Regions from separate parts of the Gossypium hirsutum genome. Here region 1 is linked to region 2. Evidence: chromatin contacts called from public Hi-C data. All regions are on one chromosome and are shown on one strand. The core of a region is the stretch at or near the end of the contact, and the rest is flanking DNA. Distances in the headings are between cores, read along the strand shown.

Region 1 (4,417 bases), core at 152-2,651, 35 kb after region 2:
AGTCCCCGAAAATCCGACATCAAGCTTCTTCCCCTTAGTTCTGTCTGAGTCTGTATCATCATGCTCCAATATCTTACCAAGTACTGTATTCAAATCTTTGCAGTAAGAGACAGGATGCAACTGGTGTGTGTGCCAGATAAGGTCGATGTCATAGGTTGGAACGCAAAAGCGCTTTGTCGAATTCTCTCGATTCCTCTTGATCAGATGAAGGAAACCCTTATACCTAGCTACAGCTTCTTCGATAAAGATATTGTTATTCATATGCGCTCTGGATACCTAGAGCCGAAAACAAGATTAGGCAGATTGTCAAAGAAGAATGCTACTAAAAAGATAACGATTTAGATCATTCCCGGACTCACCTGATAAAAGAAAGGACTCTGCCTTTTAACAGCTGAAACTAGATCATATTCAGTGTGTTTTTCAAGTCCAGAAAGTGTTTCAGAGGCATTTTCAGACAAGGCTTTGGTGAAATCAAAGTCATAAGCTTCATTCGGATAAAGCCTGTTCCAAATTTCTTCGGTTTGCCGTTTACATGCGCCTCGAAGGGAAGACACAACATTAGTATTGTCAAGGATCTTCCCATAGAGTTCTTCACAGTCAGACTTGTAACGAACCTGATTTAAAAAGACAAGAAAATGCCAACTTCAACTTACAAAAAATAAAACAAGCAAAAAATTTCAGCTTAGAGACATACTGGGTTTAGCCTATGGCAATGCCAAATCCATTCACAATCAAGAGGAACAACCAAAGGCCCTTCCAAAATGGGTTCTTCATAACATTTGGCTAGCAAGGGAAGCCAGTAAGCATTGTACCTAAAAATTAGCATATATAAAAAAATCAACAACCCAAATTTTGATTCAAAATGCACATCAATTAAAAGGGTTTAAGCTAGGAATCAAATGCAAAACTTGGAGAAACTTAGACAAAATGAAATCCCCAAAAAGACCCAGAATTTGAAAATGGTAAAAATGATGATTTTAGCAACAATCAAGAAATTGAGCTGTGAAAGTGATCACCTGTAAATGGCTCTATGGAGAGTAGGGCCATCGTAGAGCCAACGGTTCCTATCGACAGCAGCGAGGAATTCAAGCTGGTTCTTGGCAGCACCTGCAAGGTTCAAACTAATTTCGATCTTTTGAGCTTCGATCCATTCCAGTCCTTGCTCTTTCTCCATTTCCATCTCTTCTATTGCCACATAGAAACAGAATCCCATTAATAGAAAAACAAAATCAAAGAAGGAAATTAATAAAATGACATAAGAATTATAACTGATTTTTTTTGTTCATAACTGATGATGAACAGATTGAGAAGAATACCGGAAACGTATTTCACTTGGCTTGTCATTGCTTTTCTCAGTTGTGATATTTCGCAATATCTGTCGAGCTATATATTGGAGATTCTTGTCTGAAACTCTTAACTGAAGTTCAAAGAAAATGACCAGAATGTCCTTTTCATTTTTTTGTTAAAATTTCCTATTATTCCTCGTACTTTGTGAAAGTTGTGGATTTAGTCTTTGTACTTTAGTGTAATCAATTTTAGTCTTTGTACTTTTCGGATATTGAAATTTTAGTCCTGAACCAAATAGTAGCAGTTAAATTTGTTTGTTTAAATTCAATTACTAGTTCTATACAACGTGTATCGTTGTAAGTCCATATTCTCCAATTGGATCATTCTAAGTCCTTATACTTATTGAGCTTTGAAATTTCAATCTTGACACAGATGACAGTATTTAATCCATTAACTAGATTTTTAGTGTGTAGTGTGTGGAAAAAACAAGCTGACATAGTAGTACACATATGATAATATGTTTGCCACATCAGATTTTGAAAATAACAGAACTTAACTAAATGAATTTAACAATTATCTTTTCGTAAGGACTGAAATTAAAAAATTAAAAAATATAAAGACAAAAAATGACCAAATTAAAGTAAGGGATCAAATCCATAACATAAAATATGGGGACTAATAGCAAAATTTAATCTTCTTCTTATTTTCTCTGAAACGTGATATAGAATAATATAACTGAGGACAAGGTAACATTTAGCAAATTTTCCGTTTAGTCTCTAAATTTTTTTTATCCATATTAGTCTCAAAATTTGATAGTTTTTCAATTTGGTCTTTAAATTTAGATTCTGTTAAAATATGATGACATAATACTTTGAAATTGTGTCACATTATCACTTGAAATTTTATTTTCAAAAAAAATTAATTCTTCAATATTCATTTATAATTTATAATTATTTATTAATATTTTATATATATTATTTTTAAAAATTATGATTGAGCAAGGATATAAAAGCAAGGGTTGTCTTTTATGTAGGGTCTCCAATGGGATAATATTTTTATTTCTCTAAATATTATTTTCTTTTGTATGGATAATATCAAAGAAGAATAATTTATAGTAAATTAAGGAATAAACAAAGATTAGTAAGCTATTGATAGGGATTTGCAACTTGCATTGAAATTTTCTAATGATGTTCTGTTTCTTACATCTTTATATAATTTTTTATTGAATTTTCCATGAAGTAAGAAGGAAAATGCCCAACGGAAATCTTACTATTTTCAAACTTGAAGTTAAATATGACTATTAAAGATTTGACACTCATATTTTTTAATAACATTTGTTTAGTATAAATATACGCAAATGTTAATTTTCAAAAATTAAATAATCATTTAAACACTCCCATTCGAATCGATTTTTTATTTTTCAATTTTTCTTAATGAGTATTTATTTATTTATTATCGCGAATATAAATGGATAATAAACAAGACAAAAGGAAAATGGGTATAATAAATGGTAAAATGAAAATAGGATTTTAAGAAATAAATAAAAATGAAAGCAACGGTGGAACCAACCGCCTGTCAGGGTGAGGAAAATGACGTTGATTTGTTTCGTGTACGAAAACGCCTGTGAAGTGAAGAGAGCTCAGTTGGTACTTGGTACTACTACATCTAACTCAGATGTGCAGTACAATTATCATTTTCTTTTTTTTCAAAATTAAAGTATCCAAAAATGTATGTGGTCGGCTATAAAATCTATTTTATTCGGATTAACGAACTTATATCACACTGTCTGGTTAGATTAGACTTGTTCATGAGTCGGGTCATTTGGCCCGGTCCTAAGGTCCTCCTGAAATATACGAGGGTTTGAATAAAAATATAAATTCAAAAAATAGGTTTAGACAAAAAAATAAGGCCCGTTTAAAAAATTGGCCGGGCCTCGAATAAAGCATTTTGGCCTGAGTCTAGCTCAACCCGGCCTAAATTCACTAAAGGACAAAAAAAATTGTTTTTTTTTATATTATTTTCTTGTTGTTTTCTCCTTATGTTGCAACCATTTTACTATTATGTTGTTACTATTTTGTTGTTATTATTTAGATATTGTATAAAACTTATTTTATTTTTAATTTTGTTATTATTTTAGAGGTTAAAATTTATTTTCGATTTGTTGAGAAATATTTATTTTGATATTTTTAGTATTTTTGATGTATTATATATATATATATTAAAATTATATAAAAATAATATAAAAAGTAATATGGGCGAGCCGGGTTGGGCTGGGTTTTAACATTTTTATCTGGGTCAGGCTTGGACAAAATTTTAGGCCTATTTTTTGGGCCAGGCCTAGCGAACGGGCCTAAATTTTTAGTTGAGCCCGGCCCAAACTTGGCCTGACCCAGCCCATGCACACCTCTAGTTAGTATTTTATATTTAGCACATTTGGTTTTAATGTTTAATTTGATATAAGTTTTTTTTGTTTCAATTCGCTATTTGAATTTAATTTTATATTGAATTTAGTAGTAAAATATTTTCAAATTGATACTTGTGTTTTTCCTTGTCCCATATAAGTACTTAAGTTTGATTTTAATTTTCAATTTAAAATTTAAGTTTTTCTTTTATTCCAATTAAGTACCTAAAATAAATATATCGAATATTTATTCCCGTAACTACCATTGATTTTAGGCTTCTCAATATATATAAAGGATTAATATTCAATGCATTCAGATCACTATCAATTAATCAAATGATTATGTAAAATTTTAAAATTAATTAATTAACTTCATTTTTAATGATATATTATCAACAATGATTGATTAATTATGCATAAAATTATATCTCAAAATTAAGGGTTCCTTTGGATGTGTATTTACTTTTAGAGCGGTGTGTTTAACTTTATTTTTGTCTCACGCTATAGTATCGTTATAGTATCTAATATTACCACTATTTTTATATTAATCACAAATAAACGCACCGCTCATCTAAAGAAACTCTAAAATTATAAAAATATGATAACGTGTGATCTAAGCCCGCCTTTATTTCCGAAAAAGTTTAAGGAAAGCTCTGCATAAATGAGATTTCCATGAGCTTTTCAGTTGGGAGTGTAACTTAAATGAGTTACTTAATCGAATATTGGTGC
Region 2 (4,402 bases), core at 1,736-4,235:
GTTTTAAAGATTTTGTTGAAAATCAAGTTGATAAAAAAATCAAAACAAATAGATCATAGAGGGGAATTCTACTATAACGAATTTGTTGCATATTGTGAATCTAATGGCATAAAGAGACAATTGATTACTCCATATTCACCACAACATAATGGTATATGTGAAAGAAAGAATATGACCATTCTCAATATGGTTAGGAACTTGTTCGCAACAAAAGGAGTTTTAAAAAAATTCTAGCCTAAAGTAGTGATGTGGTCAATTCATGTTTTAAATAGAAGTCCAACATTGGCAGTGAAACACATGACATCTCAAGAGGCATAGAGTGGTAAGAAACCTGTTGTTGATCATTTTAAAATATTTGGATGCATTGTATATGCACATATATCTGATGAAAGAAGAATGAAACTTGATGTCAAAAGTTAGAAATGTGTATTCCTTGGAGTTAGTGAAACTTCAAAAGCGAAACTTCGGAAGCTTACAAGTTATTTAATCTCTCAACGAAGAAAGTGATAATCAATAAAGACATGTATTTGATGAATAAGCTATATGGGATTGGGTTGATGACAATTCAGTTCCAAGTTTAATACCGAATGAGGATGTTTCAATTGATGAGGTAGAGGCTGGTGAAATTCAAGGTAAAACACTAGCATCACATGAGCAACAATCAACTTTACCTCAAATTCTAGCTCAATTTGATAAAATTTTAGAAGAAGAAGAAGAAGAAGAAGAAGAAGAAGAAGAAGAAGAAGAAATGAGATATAATTTGAGGGATGAAAACTCAAGGAAAAGGCATGCATGGGTGATGTGCGATGATATTAGTACAGATGATGATGCTTATTGTGTATTATATGTTGATAGTGATTGATCTGCCACAAATTGATATGGCAAATCAGGCTTTTTTGACATACTTACGGAGCTTTTTCTCAAGAAAAAGGTCTTTTATATATTTATATTTATTATTTTTAGATTTCTAGTTAACAAGTGAAAATGGCTCGTTTTTTCCCATTTTTTTACCCAATTTGGCCAATAGTGCTATTGGGAGGTCTAATGTGTGATTGAGTGGTGTAAAGACGTGTTGGAGGTAAAAAACAAGTGAGAACAATACCAAGTGAAAGGATATTGTGATATCCACACCTTGGGATCGCAATATCTCTAACAATATGGAAGAGAAAGACTCCCATCAATGGTATTGCAATATCCTCTTTGGGTATCACGATATCCACCATTCAAAGGTGACCCCAAGGCTCGACATTGCCTGAGATGTCACGATATCCAATTTTGGGTATCGTGACACTGTCTTTGTTAGGGGGACAAACTTTGACAAAAAATGTAGCCTTTGTCCACCCGATCCACCAATCATATAAGGCCTGTGTAGGGGCATTTTTGGTAATAAAAAAGTATCAGGTGACAGCTTAAAACAACTGAAATTGGCTGAGGAGGATACATACTTGTTTAGTTTTAGGTTTAGTTTTCTCTAGGTTTTTCTTAGTTTTCTGTACTTTTTCTAGGGTTTTTATTTTTTTCTTCTTCTTTCTTAGTTTAGAGTTTATTTTTCTACATTTACTTCTTGTTATTGATGTTTTTAGTGTTAGTTAAGTTAGTTATCACTGTAGCTAAGGTTTATTTACATTTTCAGTCCATGTACCTTAGTTTCAAGACATGTTAAGCTTTAGTTTAATGTATTTCGGTTTCTTTTACTTTAAATATATTAAAACTTGTTCCGTTTATGTTTTTTACTTTAGATTTTCTTGTTAAATGCTTTTAGTTTGATGTTATTTAAGTTTTCTTCATAAAAATATCGACTTTCATGTTTTTATTAAGTTTTACTTTCGTGGTTGTTTCGTTTTCCATCTCCATATTCATTTCTTTTAGTTTTAGCATGAGTAGCTAAACATCAAAGGGGTTGGTAAATGGAGATGTGGGTAAATCGAAATCTTTGGACAAAAGACAAAATCATAATAAATTAGACTAAATTGAATAGACCTAAAAACTTAGAAAGTGACGCCTCTAAGGGAATATCGAGGCAAGTGAGATTGGAAGGTAATCTTGTCGCACACCCATTCATTAATCCCAGATTAACCGGTGAGATCGAAAGATAAATCGGAGCTAATTCGTCTTAGTTGGTAAAATTGAGATCAGAAAATAAAATGGAGCCATTTAGTAATTTACAAGATTTAAGTCTATTGTTTGAAGGCCGGTGAACCACATCGAAATCAATCAACCACTATTAGTTATTTACTGAATATTCCCTTAGTTTTATGTTCTTTACAATTTAGTCATTAGAGTAGCATATTTAATTTTCTTGCAATCTTTTCTTGAAATGAATTGTCATACTATAAAATCGTATTATTAGCCCCTTAGACTCGATAGTGTATGCTAGCTATCACTTAATCGCCACCTCTCTTGGTTATCCTAGCTATCCTTGGAATGCTCTAGTGTTTCATTATAACACTATAAATATTACAATTGACTTGTACGCTTGTAGAAAATCAGACTTTAAAAATTATTTTTTAAGTTCATTATTTTATTGCACATGCGCGATGCATGTCAGTGATTTAATCGCTTTTTATGATGCTGTAAAAGAGAAGAAATGTCATGAGGCAACAGATAAAGAAATTGAGTCCATTGAGAAAAATCACACTTGGGAGCTGAGAGATCTACCCGAAGGATTAAAATACATTAGTGTTAAATGGGGTTTCAAGACGAAGTTGAATGAGAAAGGTGAAATTGACAAACACAAAGCTCAGTTGGTGGAAAAAGGTTATAAGCAGGAGCATGAGATTGATTATAAAGAAGTTTTTGCTCCAACTGTAAGGCTGAATACAAACATATTAGTGATTTTGCTTGCAGCACAACATTCATGGTTGATTCTTCAATTAGATGTTAAGTCTGTATTCTTGCATGGCAACTTATAAGAGGAAGTGTTTGTTGATCAACCATCTGGTTATGAGAGGATAAGTTTAGAACAGAAGGTTTATCGACTAAAGAAAGCTATCTATGGGCTAAAGCAAGCACCAAGAGCTTGGTATAGTCGCATAGATGCTCATTTTGCAAAGTAGGGATTTGAGAAATTTCCTTTTGAGCATACCCTTTATGCCAAGTCTGATGGACGTAAAATGCTTATTGTTTATCTTTAAGTTGATGGCTTGATATTTACTGGTAATAATGTTGATATGTTTAATGAGTCTAAGCTGTCTATGATGAAAGAGATTGAAATGATCAATCTAGGATTAATACTTTCTGGGATTATAAATCATTCAAACTTCTGTTGGTAATTTTATTTATCAGAAGAAATATGCTCATGAGATTCTTGTAAAGTTCAAAATGACAGATTACAAGCCATTTGCTACACCAATTGAACCTAATTTGAAGCTGCACAAAGATGATGAAGGAAGGAAGTACACAACACTTATTTTAAGCAAATAGTTGGCTGCCTCATGTATTTGACATCTACCAAGCCTGATATCATGTATGCAATGAGTTTAATTAGTAGATACATGGAAAAGTCGATTGAAATGCATCTCAATGCAGCTAAAAGAGTTTTGAGATATGTGAATGGTATAGTTAATTATGGTGTGTTTTACAAAAATGATATTGATGTTAATTTTTTTGAGTATACTGATAGTAATTATGCATGGGTTAATTTTTTTGGGTATATTGATAGTAATTATGCAGGGGATATTGATGATCGTAAGAGCACTTCCGGTTATGTGTTCATGTTTAATTCAAGTGTAATATCATGGTTGTCAAAGAAGCATCAAATAGTTACACTTTCCATAACCGATGTTGAATTTGTGGCAGCAACTTCAAGTACGGGTCAAGCATTGTATTTTAGAAATATGTTCAAAATACTTAGAGTTGAGCAAAAAGGTCTAACAATTATAAACTGTGATAATATGCCAACTATCAAGCTGTCAAGAAATCCAGTGATGCATGGGAGAAGCAAACATAGTGATGTTCATTTTCATTTTTTGTTGGATTTATGCAAGGAAGAGAAGATAGAGTTGTAGTTCTACAAGAGCAATGAATAGATTGTTGATATTTTGACCAAACCACTTAAACAAAAAGCATTTGAAAAAATAAGAAAGATGCTTGGAGTTTGTTCTCCTTAAGGCATTGATTAAGGATTTCTCAAAACAAATAAATCCTAAACTGTTTTAAGCAAAAATCAGTTTAAGGGAGGGTGTTAATTATATTGTTTTTCTGTTATCTTAGTTAGGATATTTAGTCAAATTAATATGAAACAATTATCCTAATTTATTGGTTATTTGTTGAATAAGAGTACTAGTATTTTGAAGTAGTTAGTCTTTTAAAAATCTGCAAAATTGTTACAACTGATTTTTTTGTTCTTCTATATACACTCTAAAGAGTATGATGAAAATGATGATAAGTCTTTTTTCAGTAA

Evidence for each region. Hi-C and Micro-C count contacts between places; a contact is called where the count stands out from the background.
Region 1: a Hi-C map of seedling shows a contact between it and region 2, with 1.5 times the contacts expected there. The contact joins the promoter of LOC107950492 here to the enhancer-like site in region 2. A contact is called at or near these places in 5 of 34 Hi-C or Micro-C datasets (leaf and seedling).

The regions. Positions count from the first base shown.
Region 1 is chrD03:3,879,242-3,883,658 of Gossypium_hirsutum_v2.1, forward strand. LOC107950492 (glycine-rich domain-containing protein 1) reads right to left here and starts at 1,402. Exons shown (of 9, transcript XM_016885340.2): 1 at 1,317-1,402; 2 at 1,017-1,185; 3 at 695-812; 4 at 360-614; 5 at 1-276. The coding sequence starts at 1,344.
Region 2 is chrD03:3,842,341-3,846,742 of Gossypium_hirsutum_v2.1, forward strand. No RefSeq gene overlaps it. Among protein-coding and RNA genes, the nearest start is that of LOC107950494, 4.9 kb to the right of the region's middle. Within about 2 kb of position 2,986, at least 1 of the 9 cell types and tissues checked has an H3K27ac peak or open chromatin away from gene starts, as enhancers often do.